Linked DNA regions of Mus musculus: region 2 is linked to region 1. A link is a contact called in public Hi-C data. All regions are on one chromosome and are shown on one strand. The core of a region is the stretch at or near the end of the contact, and the rest is flanking DNA. Distances in the headings are between cores, read along the strand shown.

Evidence for each region. Hi-C and Micro-C count contacts between places; a contact is called where the count stands out from the background.
Region 2: a Hi-C map of cerebellum shows a contact between it and region 1, with 4 times the contacts expected there. The contact joins two enhancer-like sites. A contact is called at or near these places in 3 of 484 Hi-C or Micro-C datasets (cerebellar granule neurons and cerebellum).

Annotation. Positions count from the first base shown.
Region 1 is chr12:5,635,337-5,640,514 of GRCm38.p6, reverse strand. All of the region lies in intron 2 of Gm32398 (a long non-coding RNA gene), which reads right to left. It also overlaps the pseudogene Gm40238. Among named protein-coding and RNA genes, the nearest start is that of Gm32398, 39 kb to the right of the region's middle. Within about 2 kb of position 2,649, at least 6 of the 459 cell types and tissues checked have an H3K27ac peak or open chromatin away from gene starts, as enhancers often do. A contact at or near this core is called in cerebellum, where this site is marked.
Region 2 is chr12:5,998,557-6,003,734 of GRCm38.p6, reverse strand. It overlaps the pseudogene Gm48608. Among named protein-coding and RNA genes, the nearest start is that of Gm32576, 37 kb to the left of the region's middle. Within about 2 kb of position 2,479, at least 2 of the 459 cell types and tissues checked have an H3K27ac peak or open chromatin away from gene starts, as enhancers often do. A contact at or near this core is called in cerebellum, where this site is marked.

The DNA of each region.
Region 1 (5,178 bases), core at 1,400-3,899:
TTTTTTTTTTTTTTTTTTTTTTTTTGGTTTTGCGAGACAGGGTTTCTCTGTGTAGCCCTGGCTGTCCTAGAACTCACTCTGTAGACCAGGCTGGCCTCAAACTCAGAAATCCGCCTGCCTCTGCCTTCCAAGTGCTGGGATTAAAGGTGTGCACCAAAGCAGCACTGATCAAACATGTGCAAAACTAAAGATCAAACATGTGCAAAACTAAACACTAGCATAATGCTCTAAATACACCGTGGTGCAGAAATACGTGGAAAAGAGTACACAATAAAACACACGTTTTACTCTGTCAATCCTTCTGAGGATGACCAACCTAGAAGCCGTGATGAAGTGGCCAGGCACTTTGTACATTCACATAAGTCCCAGAGGAGTGGGTGATGAGGAGTAAACATCATTATCAATAAGTATGGGGGACAGCTCCAATGCCAAGAGTGGCATCACCATGGGGGATCATGATTTTGCATGAACAATGTGAGAACTTTTTTGTAAATCCCTCAACAAAATCCTACCCATTCTTCTCTCAAGTTTATGCAGTGGATTGCTTTCCTGGGAAAGCCAGTACTTAACCATAATCATATACCAGACACCCTCTGGTATAAGTAGTTTAATTAAGATCTAGGCTCTGTTAACTGTCTGGTTTACTTTCTGGGTCATCTGCGGAATGCTAACGAGAGAATCCTTACAGAACAGGAGGGCCAAGGAGGAGTAGTCCCAGAATTCCTTGTAACTTGTCAATATGGGCGTCGCGGAGCTCTGGGAGTGGTCTTGTAGGTGTGTGCAATCAGAGTCCTTGGGAGCAGAATTACTGACTCTTCCATCTTTGCTCAATTTGATGTAAAATTAGAGTGTTTAACACAGTGTAGGTGTTCAAACTGCACACATATGATTGTTATTGTTTCTATAATTTTCTTTCTATAAACAAGTGGGAGAAAAAAAATCAATACCCTCCCAGCTATTTCCTGGGCCTTCGAATTCAGTCTTTATAAGACAGAAAGTGGGTGTGTCCGTCTGTGAAGATAATTTTCACCTGATAAACATTTTATTGTCAATCCTTTTGCAATCTTTAACTGAATTGTTTAAAATGCAGCAAACCCACAGCAATCTTGGCAATTAAGTTCATTAGATAGGAGTAATTACCCAAAGATAGAGACAATCAGATTGTATGCATTGATAAAGGGTCATAAAATGAGGATGCCTTGTAAATCCACTTCACAGCTAAAGTAGGGATGCCTGCTCCTCCTTTTCCAAAATACTTGGTGTCATCCTTCCACAGGCCACCAAGCTGATCTCACATTTCCATCTGGTTCCAGGATCTCTGCTACCAACTAGCTTGCACTTTTCTAGAATACAGGGATCCACAAAAGACATCCCAGTTCAGATGCCAGTGACTGCTAAAGAATGCTGCTCTAGCATGCAGATCGCCCCGGGTTTGGTCCCCAAGTACCACAACATAAACGTTATACAAATAAAAAACTTACCCTGGCCTTGTGGTATAGGAGTACACTGCTTGCTGCTGGACATAGAAAAGCGAGCCTGTAATTTCAGGAGGCAAAGGCAAGAGGGCAACAAGCTCAACATCAGGCTAGGCTACTATAGCAGCCCAAGAGACTGATGTTCCTTGTCCTACTTCCCCAGTAACCTCCTGCCTTCTGTGGGACATGAGGGCCAGTGAGGTAGGCTGCTGAACAAAGTCCCTTTTGCTAGTTTTCCTGAAACAGCTGAGCTCCAGCTGGATGCATCCAGACCTCTGGAAGACAGAGTTCCCTGATGTTCCACTTCTTCCTCTGTGTCCTTTATTTCTTCCACTCTTTCCTCCAATGTCCCCAGGCTTTGTGGGCATTGATATGGGTGTCCCATTCATGGCTGACCACTCAGCAACCTGAAACTACTGCTTATATTTCAGCAAAGACTGTGGATTTCTATCAAAAACCTCCCTGCTGGAGCCAGAACCCCAAACACTGTAGGCTACATTCAAAAGGAATTTGCCAGGGATACAACTGAGTCCCACAACACTGATTCAAAACAGATCTGTATTTCTTCATACTCAAGTTCTGGTTTTCAATATAAGTGGAAATATTCCTTTTTTCTCTTCTATGTCCAGAATTTTATTCACAGCTTGACCAGTTAGGCACAGTCTATGAATGAATATAGGGCTGAAGACACAGCCATGGTAGGATCCAGGAGGCCAGCTCTTCAAACTGACAGTCACTGTCACCCAGCTTAATGAGCATCTTCAGTGTGTGTGTGTGTGTGTGTGTGTGTGTGTGTGTGTGTGTGTGTGTGTGTATGTGTGTGTGTGCATGTGTATGTGTGTGTGTGTACATGTGTATGTATGTGAGCATGTGTATGTGAGCATGTATATGTGTGTGAGAGCATGTATATGTGTGTGTGTGCATGTGTGTGTGTTCTCATATTTGATAAAAGAGATGCCTTAAGGCTCTCTGCCTTCCCTACCCCCATTACTCTTTACACAAGGAAAATCATACACTTGTAACCTAAATCATATTGAACAAAGGAATGAATGAAATAAAGTCCTTTTGGCTGTGTTCCCGACTCTGGGAAAATAACTTGCAGCATATGTCTTCCCAGCACACTTTCTGAAATGTCTCTGTGAGATTCAGATGCTCAACGCTGAGCCCACAGACCCCCATGCCTCTCCCTCTGCGTAGAGCAGGAAGAAAGCAGGTGTCTTCACTGATACCAGTGCCAGGAAGCGAGGGGTGTAGTCATGGCAGATGTGCCAACTGACCCTGAGAGAGGGAGGAGAAATTATTGAAATAAATGAATTTTGAAAAGCCTCTCACAAATGCACAAATGCTCTCCTGCCACCCCCTCATGCTTCCGGGATGCGGCAGGTGGCATATACTGTAATTACTGCAGACCACACACAGACGCACACATGCGTAATGTCAGGGCAAATGAAGAGTATCGATGCCACTGTCACAGGAGAGCCAAATCTTCAAGACACAAAGACCGGGAGTCCACAGCCAGGATATCTTCACAACACCAGCAAATGTGCATCTGAATGACCCACCCATCTAACTACCTAGTACAGACACCATGGTCTGTAGTCACTACAAACCAAGGTGCAGCTTCACTCTTGAATCTTGATTTTAAGTCCTTAAAAATCATGTATTACACAGATATGGAGTAGTCCAGGCACCAACAAAAAAAGAGGCATAAGTAGCAGACACTGCTGGCATTCAAGTCTGCTTTGGTCACTGTTAACAGTGAGGCTGTCAGGTAAAGTTTTCTATTGAGTTCATGCCAACTGACTGATTAGGAGAGAGAGTTAAAGAATGATAGGGAAGTTCAGATATGAAGTACAGCGGACAGCCTGGGGGGTTTGTATTCACAAGAAGATAAATTTTCAGCAGCCACAGCACACTATAATCAAGGTGGTATTTTATTTTGTTTTAATGGTGTTTCTCTCCATTTACTAGAGTAAGACTTCTTAAGAAAAGGGCCCAAAAAAGTAGATGGCCTGAAGCAAAATTACTAAGCAAAGCCTTGAAAGATCGCATGTGCTCTGGGAAGAAGCTAAATGCTACAGATATTCAGGAAAACAATGGAAAATAGATGACACCATATATGATGCTTATAATTCATACAAAAGAACAATGGAGGGGCTGAAGTGTGCCCCAGTGGTAGGATGCTTGCCAAATGTGTATGGAGCCCTAGGTTCAGTCCCCAGCAAGAAAGATGCACATTAGGTATGAGCATAGCTTATATAAATAGCACACTGGGCAAGCGCAGCGGCTCAGCTAGAAAAGGTGCTTGCCCCCCACCCTCCCACCCTGATCACCTGAGTTTGGTCCCTGGAAGGAGAGAATCAATTTCCACAAATTGTCCTCTGACCTCCACACACATGTACACTGTAACACATACATGAACTGGGAAGCCACACACATAAAATAAATCAAATATATTTTTAAACCATGTTAAGAATAACAGAAATGAACAGTCACATACTATGAATATTGCAAGCCAACTGCTGCAGCTAAGTAGATGAGATTAAGTGGCCACAATAAGAGCAGCCTCCAAACACAAAAGGGCAGAGGGAAGGAATGGAGAAACCACTTCTGTGTAGTATGTGAGCAGTATCTAAGAGTAACTGTAAACATGTCTGTTAACAGTAATTCCACTCTTGAGGTCCAAGAGCTCATAGCTCCCTCCCATAACTGAAACCCTCCAGTCCAGAGGATTTGGAAACAAAAACCATATAAGCTTCCTGTGGCACCCAGGAATAGTGGTTTTAGTGCATCAGGAAAGGTCAGAGAACAGCAGTGCAACAATCTGCTGTCATCACTGAGACTCTTTTCTTGAGTATCTGGCCTTAAATACACGTATCTAACAAAACCATGGTTTTGACTTGGCTGTCCGTGAAAATGCATCATTCTACCTCCTACTATTATTCTAGATGACTAGGTCTAAAATTCTACTTCTGTTGTTTCTGAACTTTGACTCCACCAAATGGACCCTGCCCCCAAGAAAGAGACCTATGAAAGGCTTCCTGATGGAAGGACTCCCTTGCTGCTCTGCCAAGCGAACACAGTAGCTTCAAGTTCCCATTGGTAAGCACAAATGAGGCTCATGCTTGGCCCAACCCACAGAAATAACTAATGCTGACTTCAGACTTGGACGATAGAATGAGGGATGGGTGAGGAAGATGGAAGAACTGACGTGTGCTCATGCAGATTTGATAAATCCCGTGTACGAAATCTATCTGTGTCCTGAACAGACAGAAAGCATTATGGAACAAAGGAGATGAAGAAGGGTCTCTGGTCTATAAAAATCTGAGGCTAATGAGGAAGAACATTGTACTCAAGAAAACAAAACAACTCAATGCTAAATGGAAGGCCTAAACTAGGCACTCTTCACCCTAGGCATCCATTAGAGTCATTGGAATATGTAACTGAGCACAGCCTTCCTGACTTCATTCCAAAATGATTCAATCAAAGGTGGATGGAGTTCTTTCAGACTGTTCTGTGGATTTTAAATGTGCAGCCACACTGAAACAATTCTAGCTATAGAGCCTACAACACCTCAGATGTAAAGATTCCCGGAGATGAGCAACACTCAGGGAAGGTACTGGGTATGTCACAAAAGTACAGGTGGGGAAGGGAAAGATGACCAAGGTTATGCTTGCTCATGGAAGCCTTGAACACCAAGCTC
Region 2 (5,178 bases), core at 1,230-3,729, 360 kb before region 1:
AATACTGGGGACAGAAATTGGCTCTTTGGGAGGAGTTCAAGACCTCTTAATTTCTGATCATTTTGTAAATACAGAATTACAAAGCAATTTAGGAAGAAAGAACTTGACATGACTTAAGTAGAGTCCTCTTTTTTTCTCTGTTCTTCTTTCTCTTTGTTAGTCACTTCTCTCTCACACACACACCCTGTTGCTTTCTTTTTTCTCTTTAGTATTTCATGAATGGTTTCTATTAACTAGCTCTATATACTAATGATATGAGAAAGACATAAAAACAAATTTAAGATATCATAGATTATGAAAATATTCTAGAAACCCAACTTAAGACATTTAAACTTTGAACAGAAGAGTCAGAAGAGGATAACATGGCTGTAAAGGTAAAAAAAAGAATTTCCCAGATGAGTAACTAGAAAAGGTCTTTCATTTCAAAAAGGCACCAAATTCAGCATTAATCAATCAAGGTTTTCTGATTCCATTTTTTTGGAAATAAAAGAGAAAAGCAACAAGATTGTCTCTATAAACTTAGGGAGTAAAATGTCATCAGGGTTCATTACAAGGAATGCCAAATTTCTCATCTCACAGTTGTCAAAACAGAGAAAGTTTTTATGCTCAGTTTTCCAAGATGAAAACCTCAAGAGTTTGGGATTTTTTTCCCCATCCAGCTGTGGTTTTGAGTGTGTGTGTGTGTGTGTGTGTGTGTGTGTGTGTGTAAAACTGTTTATCCTACTTTCAAAATCTATGAGCTTTAATGAAGTCACAAGTCAGTACACAGCAACCATGAGCCATCAAGTACACAATTGACATAATTTATGCCTATCACAATAACTACCAGGAACAGCACAGAAATTCTGACATGAGATAAGAGAAAGAAACTTGTAGGACTTCATCCAACACCAAATGTCTAAGGAGCACTGTTGTGTGCTACTTTGCTTCCTGCTCCACAAGCTGTAAAGAGCAAGGTGGAGTGCTTCCTGCTCCCAGGAAACAGTCAAGATCCCAGAGGTGCAATATCCAACAGCAGCAAAGGACAGACACAAGTTTTTGTTGTTGTGCTGGATTTTTTTATTTTATTTTATCTTTGTTTTTGTTTTGTTCTGTATTTTTCTTCAATAGAACATTAGTTTAGATTTTAGGGCAGAAAGTACTACAATATTCCCGTCTAGTTGATTTTTGTTTTTATTTTTACCTCCACATGTCTACCTGTCTTCCATTTGCACCTCTAGGAAGATGTCAGTTCTAAATTCTGTCATCAAGATGTAACCTTATTTTCATCTAAAATTCATTTAAAAATATATATTATTTTAAATTGGATATGAAGGGAACATGTCCAGAATTAACACACCACATTGAAAATTTTTATTAAATTAATGTTTTAGTTTTAAAATTTGAATAGCAAGAAAAGAAAAACTCTTAAAAGCCTTTAAAAGAATTCTTTATCAAGTAAATCTTCAAAAGGAAGGTTGGTTACCTACTAGGTCTGCATTTACATTGGAATGATTCTATAAGCCTCTCCCTATTCAAATAGGTTGCATGTCTTTTTGTTTTTTCTTTTGAAGTGTTAAAACATGAGTTTGTACAATTGAATTTTTCAGACAAGAAAGTAGAGAGGCTTCTATTTACCTTGAAGAAGAAGTGAAATGTTAATTAAACATACACTTCACAAAATTTTCTTTCTAAGTGTCTTTCTTTGGGATTTAAACCTAACTGTGTTCAGCATTAAATGAATCTCACTTTGGGGCTGTGCATTTCTTGTCAACAAGATGCTTGGTTGTCTTTAGAACCTCATATTGCTTACAGAGCACCTCACTGGCTACACAGTAGCAGTTTTTCTGAATGACTTCATGCTAGATTGTATATCAATGAATGAAGCAAGGCAGGCTTTCACTGTCCATGTGTGAGAGGCAGGCTTTGAAGAACTCAAACATGTTTGTTGACATTTGAAGAGAATTATGTTTTCCTGTAATAAAGTAAATACAGTGATTGTCTGGAAAATCAAACTAAATCTAGATCAAAGGGAAATAAGAAAACCAGGACAATACATGAACAAGTCCACAGATGACCTCACGAACAAAGATGGGGATGCAGAGGTATCTGATGTCTGGAGGGGAGAATTAAGATATTACTGTTGAAAAAAGAAAAACATTTTAACATATGTTAACAATTTACTTTTACTTTATAGCTGAAAATAGGAAACTCAAGGTTTGCTCTAGTTTAATAAGTCCCTCCTCTGTGTGGCTGTGAAGTGTATTACAATGCTGAAGAGATAGATCTCTGCCTACTCCACAATAAGTAACATTTGAAAGAGAGAGGCAGTGGATAGACAGGGACCAGTCATGACCCAACCAGACACTGGGATCAGCCTGACTAGTAACATAGGAGGGAGCATCTGCTGTAGAAAAACATCTGAAGATATAGAACTCGAGGTTTCTTTGTGCTTCTCTTTTGCCAGATGGGGTCTCTGCCTGGAGAGTGGAGGAGAGTGACCAGCAGTGGAACTGGCATTTTGAATGATATGCCTGTAGGTTACTACATCACAATCTGCTCATGAATCGGTTGCCAGGAAGATGACACTGCCATTTGACATCCCAATAATTTCTTTGGTAACATATGCAATCAGTTCACAGACCCAGCCCAGCACAGTTGGCCAAAGTTGGAGGAGTGGGTGGGGACTTCTTGGCACTCCCAAGAAGACAGGTGGACAAGCTGCGGATTAAGCTGTTTTCTCATCCAGCAAAGGGAGAGAGAAATGTCAGAGCTTCTTCAGCCTTTCTCTTACTGGTCTAAATACACTGCCTATTAACCAGACTAAGGCTGACAACATAAATAGCGGTAATTCCAATTGTGTAATCATGAGTTAATTATCTTATTTCTGTTTATATGCCAATAGATAGAAACCTCCCGTAAGGCAGAAAACTGGTTTATTTTTGTCTCCCTACAAAGAAGTCTTCTATATTTTAAACATTATTTAAATAATAGACTATGCATAAATGTACTTTATAAAGTGCTGCTTAAATGTTCTGCCTTATTTAGAAAGGAACTAAAGCAAAAGGAACAAAAATAGAAGTTTTAAATAAAAAAGAAATCAGAATTACAGGATATCAATGCCACACCTAAAAAGAAAGTCTCCCGCTCTGTAATAATTCTTAATGCTGTCATGTTTCTCTAAGGACCCTCTTTTATCTTCTTTTTTGAATAAAAATTGAGTGTGCATTAGTGCACTTGAATCCTCTTTGGAATGCATTGAGAATACAAGTGCAGTCATCAGGCAATCATAAAACTTGAAATGGAAAAAAAAATCTAACAGTACACTGTTATGATGGTGGATGAATCCCCAGATGTGGGCAGGTTCACAGTACAAACCATCAGCGAGGACTTAGAACGATCACACCTGGTTTTATGGGACGGCAGATTCACTTGGGAGGTTTAGGTCTCTGGGGATCAGCAATGTGAAACAGAGCCAATGTGTGTTCAAGGACACAGACAAAGTTGAGGCTCATGAGGACATTTACAGGATTTAGTGGCATCCTAAAATAGCACAAAAAGTGCTATTAGAGAACAGAGTCCTGGACATGCTCCTTCCCATAGGCATCCATCCTCAAGTAGCCTACATCATAAGGAAGATGAAGGTTAACGCAAGGAGGACCTACAACAAGATCCTAAGAAAAGGAGAAGAAACCAAGAGTTGAAACTGTACAGCTACATTACTTAGCAAGCAGGAACTGGAAGTTGGTAGGATGAGCTCTCAGCAGCCTCCCTGTATCTACAATTAGATAAAAGGTGAGGACAGATGTAGAGATGGAGGGTGACAATGGGAATGATAAATTAGCAAAGATACGGATAGAAGGAACTAAATGAATATCCTCCATTCATGGGTTTAAAATCAAAGATTACAGGTGTAAATAGACGTCCAGGTTGGCCACAGATATAAGAAACAACCTTGACTGATTTCTTAAAACTCCCTTTGGCATGTAAATGCATGATAACCTGGGCAGGAGAAGAAATGAGAAGCTTGCAAGAACTGAAGCCTGAAAATGCTGGTGAGAATGTGTGAGACCACCCAGAAGGGAGCCAGAATAACCAGATTCTTCTTTTGTGCGTTCACAAAACAAGCACATAAATAGGGGTCTGGGGCCCACCCATGGGTCTAGAATTAAAAGTACAATAGCTGTAAGCCTGCATTATTAGGCGGCAGCATGAAACAAGCCTGCCTTACCCTTGTAGTCAAAGCAAAACAGTGAGCTGCCTATAATTTAGCTAGGATTCTGACCAGACAAGACCTGTCTTTATAAACCTGATTCCCTTATTTTTATCAAGGATGCAGAAAAGAACTTTTAGTGGGAACTCTACTTGAATTTGCTGCTACTTTTAGTTAGGTATTTTGGGGAGAAGGAAGGTGTCACTGACCAACATCCTTTGACTCATGGTCAAGGCACCTCCCATCTGGCCATAACAGATGTCCCAGTAAAAGCTTTGCCTGGATCCATTTAACATCGATGATGTTTTCTCTATCATTTTGAAGCCAGAATGTGGCTCCAAGAATACAAGAAACAATGTGCTAGAGGCGTGATGGTGGCTAGAGTAAACAGTGCCAGAGGCTGAGAAATAAAGGCTCAGGGTTTAGAGAAGAGTGCAGTTTTCTAGCCATTCACTGGGAACATAGAAGTAACTTAAAATAATTTTGGTAATAGCCAGTATTTACTGACTTCTATTCATGTGCCAGTCAGTGTGCTAAGTGCTTTCAATGTGTTCATACATTTACTGCCATCCTGAGAGTTAGATGCTACCCACCTTTCCATTTATGTGTATGTGAAGAAACAGGCGAGGAGATGCTGGGAAACCTATCCTCAGATACCCAAGAACCAGGGTTCTGCTTAGGACTGTCAATAACTCATCTCATTTCCTGTTTCTTTACCTGTATCATGTAACTCTGACTTTAAATTGAGTCAAGGGCATATAAGATACCTGGCATTTTCTTGCTGGGGGTGGGGGAATAAATGAAGGCCTGGAGAAGTTTAAACATTCACAATCATTAATTTCAAGCTTTCTTAAGAGAATCATCACAACAAATATCTCAGACTCAACTGACTTTCCTGTCTCCATTATTTCTGCTTGATATAAGCCATGTTCATCTTTCTCCTAGGCCACTGAAACAGGTCTCCTATCTCTCTCCCGTCCTTTCAT